Linked DNA regions of Callithrix jacchus: region 2 is linked to region 1. A link is a contact called in public Hi-C data. All regions are on one chromosome and are shown on one strand. The core of a region is the stretch at or near the end of the contact, and the rest is flanking DNA. Distances in the headings are between cores, read along the strand shown. Region 1 overlaps SESN1 (sestrin 1). Region 2 overlaps SESN1 (sestrin 1).

Evidence for each region. Hi-C and Micro-C count contacts between places; a contact is called where the count stands out from the background.
Region 2: a Hi-C map of skeletal muscle shows a contact between it and region 1, with 2.8 times the contacts expected there. The contact joins two enhancer-like sites. A contact is called at or near these places in 2 of 3 Hi-C or Micro-C datasets (both in skeletal muscle).

The regions. Positions count from the first base shown.
Region 1 is chr4:115,109,370-115,112,848 of calJac240_pri, reverse strand. SESN1 (sestrin 1) reads left to right here. Exons shown (of 10, transcript XM_078369919.1): 3 at 2,815-2,880. Among named protein-coding and RNA genes, the nearest start is that of SESN1, 110 kb to the left of the region's middle. Within about 2 kb of position 2,013, at least 3 of the 16 cell types and tissues checked have an H3K27ac peak or open chromatin away from gene starts, as enhancers often do. A contact at or near this core is called in skeletal muscle, where this site is marked.
Region 2 is chr4:115,195,134-115,198,533 of calJac240_pri, reverse strand. The region is part of intron 1 of SESN1 (sestrin 1); the gene reads left to right. Among named protein-coding and RNA genes, the nearest start is that of SESN1, 21 kb to the left of the region's middle. Within about 2 kb of position 2,008, at least 1 of the 16 cell types and tissues checked has an H3K27ac peak or open chromatin away from gene starts, as enhancers often do. A contact at or near this core is called in skeletal muscle, where this site is marked.

The DNA.
Region 1 (3,479 bases), core at 764-3,263:
TAGAAATTGAATCACTGAGGTTTTTTTTCTCCTTACAGATAACATAACGTATACATATTACGCACTTTGTTTCTCCTCCCCATGCCATTACCATAATATAACTTGAAGAGCTTTTAAAGTCAACTCATGTAGAAGTGCTTCATTCCTTGTAAAGACTGCATGCTACTCTATTATATGGTCATGCTGAACTTTATTGAATAAAGTCTTCTATTGATGAGCACTGAGATTGTTTTCAACCTTGTACTATTAGAAACAATGTTGCAGTGATTATCCTTTTACACATAGCATTTCACAAATGTGAACACATTATGGGTTAACACTTAGGATGGAATTGCTGATTCAAAGGCTATGGGACTTTTTCATTTTGGTCACTATTGCAAATTGCCCTTTCTAGAGGTTGTAGTAATATATACTCTTTATACTCTTCTTTTTTCTCATACTTCAAAACACTCTCACCAGCAATATATAAACAATTAATGACTGTCTCTCTACCTTCTCTCCAATACAGCCTGTTACCAAATTTTTTTATCTTAAGCAGTCTTTTTGGAGGAAAGTGATATCTTAGCGTAGTTAACTTGCAATTGCTTTATTGTGAGTGTCGAGCATTTCTTCAGTCATTTGTATTTTCTTTTCCTTGAACTGTCCATGTTGTTTGGTCATTTTTAAAATAAGATTGTTGGGGATTTTCTTACTGATTTATAATAGTCTTTCTTTAAAAGTTAGCCCTTTGTTATTTGAGTGGCAAATATAATTCCTAGCCTTTTGTTTACGTTTGACTTGTATTTATTTTTCCGATGTGAACATCTTTATTTTTATGTCAGTAAACTTATCAATCTTATATTTTATGACTTTTGGCTTTGGGGCAATCTTAGGCTTGCTGCACTCCGTGAGGGTTTTCTTCTAGTACTGTAATGGGTTTTGCTTTTTTTTTTTTTTTTAACATTTAACTGTGGTTTGTTGTGGAGTAAAGCATGATATAGTGTTCCAACTTCAGTTTTTTTCTGACTATCCAGTTGTCCCAAGACCATTTGTTGAATAATTCATTTCCCCCCATTTGAAATGACACCTTTTTGTATGCTAAAATCCCAAGCCTCTTACTTATAAAACAGAAATAAACCCTTGAAACAGGCATTTTCCTAAAATACATTTTGTTTAAATAAGACAGTTTTCAAGATTAAAGAAATGAGAGGGGATAAATGTTAATTTTAGCCTTATAGTTTTGTCCAATATGTTTTGTTTAAAATGCCTGTAACTTGATCAGAAATTCAGCAGTTAGAAAAGCTAAGAGTCATCACTTTATATAAATGGCTGTATTGGTGCCAAAATTATATGTTGAATAACAGAGATGTGTTTTCCTCTGGCATTCATTACAGGATGTTAAAATTGAGACACATATGTGGCCAGACCAGTGAATTAAGTGTGTCCTCTAATGAAGGGTATAATGTTAAAACATTAGTATCTTCAGTGTAAGGATGGAATAACCAGGGAGAAATCACCAACCTCCAGTATAAGATCATTTTCTTTATATATTATTTTATGAATTCTGTTGGCAAATAATAGACTACTTTGACTCTGAATCTTGATTTCTCCTAATAAAGATTATCTTGACTTTTGTCCTTCCTGCTTAGTCTTTAAAAATCTGTTCTGCTTTAAAGATTTTCATTTGCTGGGACCAGATTTCTTGAATTGCTGCCACATGTCTTTCTCTCTGTGCACCCCCTCCACCCCACCCTCACTTTTTATCTTTAAAAGGAAAACATCTGGTTTATATCATGAAGAACTTTTAAAAGCAGTGAGTAGAATTATATAAGATTATTTAATTATATCTATAATACATATATGAATGAAGGAGTTAATCTTTAATTGTATAAATTCTAAACAAAAATTTATAATGACACTAGATAGGACATAGGCCTCAAAACAACAAAAATGTTGAAATATATTATTTTGATTTTATTTCTGTAAGCACAGAGTATGGGAGGGTGAGGGAGGGAAAGGAAACCCTAACAGATTTCAGTTCTTGTCAACCATACTACACCATCACATAAGGTACAGGATTCTAAACTCACTGTGTCAAATATCAGAAAACCATTTGTTTCTCAATTGTTTGAGCTTCTCTAAAATATAATGTGGGCAAGGTTGATGACATCCTATAAATAAAAACAATTTAAGGCAAGCTTACAAACAAAATTGTTTTATTTAACCACAGAGAATACATACCCTGTAGTGCTCTCTTGTGAATTTAGTTTTTATTTTTCATAAATTTATATTCTAACTGTGAGGTGTTGCTTTAGATGTAATAATTACACTTCTTCCAGTTTAAGACACCTAGGTTGGAGGCACTGCTTTCTCATTTTCTGACAAGACGCACAGGGATTGATATTTGGGTTGGTTGGGTTTTAGATGTACAAACACACTGGTGTTATTTTGTATCACTGATGATCCACAGGGTTGGCTGCTGTGCTGAACTTTCTGTTCTAGACTTTCTGCCAAGTACTTTATGCAAAACTCTGGTTTTAGTGAAACAGGTTTTATTGTTTTTAGTCAGAGTTGTATTATAAGCTGTCGTTAGCTATGCAATGCTAACAGAAGAGATGGTAGGTAGGTAGGTAGGTAGGTAGGTAGGTAGATAGATAGATAGATAGATAGATAGATAGATAGATAGATAGATAGATAGATATGCACTGCCATGAAAACAAACCTCCAAAACAAGCCTGTCTGTATTCAACTGGTTGTTTTTCCCTCCCATTCCTTTAGCCTCAGTTCATTTTGTTTACTGCCAAAGGCCTGAGATGGTGTAATTTTCTTTTCTAGGAACTTGGCATTAGAATTCCTCGACCACTAGGACAGGGACCAAGCAGATTCATCCCAGAAAAGGAGGTATGTTGTTTGTGAAAGTACATAGTGAACTGTATGCTTTTAAGGAAGGGATTTCATGACCCACATGTTGGCATCTGAAGAACTGTTGGTCAACAACATATTTTAGTCAGAGTTGGTTGCAGTTAATCATGCTTTGGCAGTGAATTTGCAGGATTAAAAAGCTGTTGTACTTGTGTTGATTTCTAGTATTTCATGATTTTTTTTTTAACTTCCATGTTAATCAAATAAAGCCAAGATTTGTTTTTGACCAGTGATGCTCCATCTGCTCATATTTAGATTTTGTTTAGGTGTGCCCATAACCTGAGTTACTCAGTCTTGACCATCTCCACTGGCTGATGTCAAGGCTAGATTGGATCTTTAATTCTATACATGTGTAAAAGCATCTAAGCTTTATTTTCATAAAAATTTTATGCTATTAGTTAATTTTAGTTCTTAAATTTAGTGAGAGTAGGTGGTTTTGTAAAGAAAGGCTTTAGTGTCTGTTTGTAAGCTCTGCAAGTTTGATAATCTAAATCTGTTTCTTTATCTGGATTCTGGCCAATTCTGCAAGCAGCCTATCTAGATGGCCTTTAATGTTCAACCTTTGTTGTTTATCCTCT
Region 2 (3,400 bases), core at 759-3,258, 86 kb before region 1:
AGTTGTATTCAGCTACATACTTTTTTGTAAACTACTGACTATAGAAGGGAAAAATCACTCACTGTACAATAAAAATGTTTATGGCTGATTCATAGATAGATAACCTATAATTGAAACTTGTCTTTTGGGAAGCTGAAATAAGTAATTCTTAACAGCTAGTTAGGCCTTTTTTCTTTTTTGCTGCAGAATTGTTTTAGATGATAAAGCTGTGTTTTTTATATGCTAATAATTACAGTTTTTTTTTTTTAAATAACTATTTTAATTAAATGATTAAAGAGGATCACTCCCTTTACCGGGGAGAGGAAAGTTTTCAGAGCAGAGATGTATTTTGGAAGATGCTACAATGTAAGCATTCTCAAATTGAGGATTATCACTATTTTAGGTGTCTGAGCCCCTTAAGTTGCATGCAAAACTGTGTGTACTCACTTGCAGTTTTCTTGGGAGAGAGCCTGTTTTTTATCAGATTTTCAAAGAGATTGTGATCTTAAAAGATTAAGAACCATTGCTAAAACTAGAGTGACCTGCTGCATGTTAAACTTATTTTCTTTAAACTTTAGAGAAAAATGGAAGTGATTGAAATTGTGGAGATTTAAACCAGCAATGGGAAAATTTTGTTGACTAAATATTAGCTCATCCCTCTGAGTCTGCTGAGTGAATGCAAGACACACTCTTGCAGTGTGTCTGGTGACTATTTGTGCTCGAGTTTCTTATGTTGCTAGTCATAAACTGGCAGGCCCACACCTGCCTGGCAGTTTACAGGTTAAAAGTTTAAGGCTGGCTTCCAGAATATGAAAACACAGGGAGCTCAGCTGAGTACAGTACAGCTGCAGCCCTCTGTAACAGGAATAAGAAATAACGTATTAACACAAAAATTGATCTTAGACTGCCAGGGTCTATATCCCAATGATCTTAAGTTTTTATCATCAGCAAAATGAAGATAAAAGAACCTTCACTTCTTTAAGGTACTTAGCATTGTGCCTGTCTTAAAACTTAGTATAAACAAAACAAAGAAACAAAAACTCCCTTTGTATATGCCTTAGTAACTAAATAGCACCTCTTCTTACCCTCTAGATCCTTATCTTGATTAATTTTTCTTTTTTGCCCCAAACACGACCTGAACTTGCTATTTATTTATATATTCATTCTGTCTGGCCTAACAGGTTATTAGCTCCATGAAGACTTGAGACTTTTTCTTGTTCATTGCTGGACCCTCCAGGGCAATGCTAGCACATACATTGTCCAATAAATATTTGTTGAATGAATGAATAATGTTAGCTATTATTATTACTTGGCAATTTCTGCCTACCCTCCCTCTTATCTGCCTGGACTGGCTGTCGCTTTTTCTCTTTAAATGAGATGGGTAAACCAGGAGGAAAATTTCCTTCCCTACTTGGGTAGCTGAAGTCATAGCTTCAAAAGGAATATTAATTTCTTATTTGCTCTTACTACTGAAGGTATGGCCTATGGGTCAGAAGCATCTGTAACACTTAGGAAAGATATTGGAAATGTGGAATCTCAAGCTCCATCCCAGTCCGACTGGATCAGACTTGAATCCCCAAATGGTTCTAAGGAATGTTATAGTTTGCAAAGTGCTGTGTTGGCCACTTTATGGATTTTGGATTTTATCTTAACAGTAATGGAGAACCACAAAAATATTTTAGGTTGGATATTCATTTTCAGGTTTTTTATTTAAAGTGATTAACTTGTGTTAGAAACAGTAGTTGTCTTTGGAAAAGGTAGCCATTGGCTGGGGACAGGAATGGGACCACGGCTTTTCACTGTATTATAAGCTCATTTCAACATGGTGGGCCCTGGCCAGCATGTGGCCCTTCTATGCTGTTCTCTCACCCCAGTCCTGTGCCCAGTCCTACACTATGAAGGATGGATACCCTCCCCTCACATCAGCTGCTGCATACCCCACATACAGCTGCTGCTTTTCCACTTTCTGAGCCTAAGATTGTGTGCCCTGTGTTCAGCTGTAGAAAGGACAACCCATATGTAGGCTCTAAGAGCAGACTTGGCCCATGTGTAGACCCTGAGAGCAGGCTCAGCCCATTTGACTAGAGATTCTTGGGGTTCCAAGTACCTGAAGCATAATCTGGGTGGGCATATGCCCTAGTCCTATGGAATTTATCTCTCAGAGGGTTACAGCTAGAGGAGGTCCACAGCAGGCCTTCTGAAGTGCAGGGGGCCCACTGTCTAGGTCTCAAGGACTTAATGCCCTTTTTCACTTCCTATGTTCAAATCATGTGAAAGTATTTTGTTCAATGTGAATCTATTACCTACATTAAAAAAATAAAATGGAACATTAAATTATAATTAAGTAAAATGGTGGTTCTTGTGTGGAGCATGGATAGGTACAACAAAGGAAGCATGAGGACCACTTAAAAGGCTATTGCAGTGTTTCAGCAGTAGCTGATATAATGCTTGGACTAGCGTAATAATAATGAAGATACGGTTTCATCTCATTTTTTAAGTAATTCATTGCTGTGCTGTTTAAGTTTCATAAGCTCAGTATTAATTTTTTCTCTTAAGAGGTTGTAGAGGCTGGACACGGTGGCTCACGCCTATAATCCCAGCACTTTGGGAGGCCAAGGCAGGTGGATCATGAGGTCAAGAGATTGAGACCATCCTGGTCAACATGGTGAAACCCCATCTTTACTAAAAATACAAAAATTAGCTGGGCATGGTGGTGCACACTTCTAGTCACAGCTACTCAGGAGGCTGAGGCAGGAGAATTTCTTGAACCCAAGAGGCAGAGGTTGCGGTGAACCGAGATCTCACCATTGCACTCCAGCCTGGGTAATAAGAGCGAAACTCTGTCTCAAAAAAAAAAAAGAGTTCATAGAGACCAGGTGCAGTGGCTCATACGTGTAAACCCAGCACTTTAGAAGACCAAGGCAGGAGGATTTCTTGAGGCCTAGAGCTCGAGATTAGACTGGGAAACATAGTGAGACTCCATATCAACAAAAAAATAAAAAGTAAAAATTGGCTCTGTGTCCTGGTACACGCCTGTAGTCCTAGCTACTTGGGAGGCTGAGGTGGGAGGATCACTTGAACCCAGGAGCCCCAGGTAAAAGTGAGCTATGAATCTGTCAGTGCACTCCAGCCTGGACAACAGGGTGAGACCCTGTCTCAAAAGAAAATCCCAGCACCTGAGTAGTACGCCACCATGTCCAGCTAATTTTTGTGTTTTTAGTAGCGAAATGTTCGTCAGGATGGTCTTGAACTCCTGACCTCATGATCTGCCTGCCTTAGCCTCCCAAACTGCTGGGATTACAGGCATGAGCCAACATGCCTGGCCAAAAACATTTTTTTAAGTTTGTGAGAATTAAGTTTTTTGGCCCATGAATATTTGAAAATCTTTTTACTTTTCCCTCAGATTTCATTAAAGTTGGTT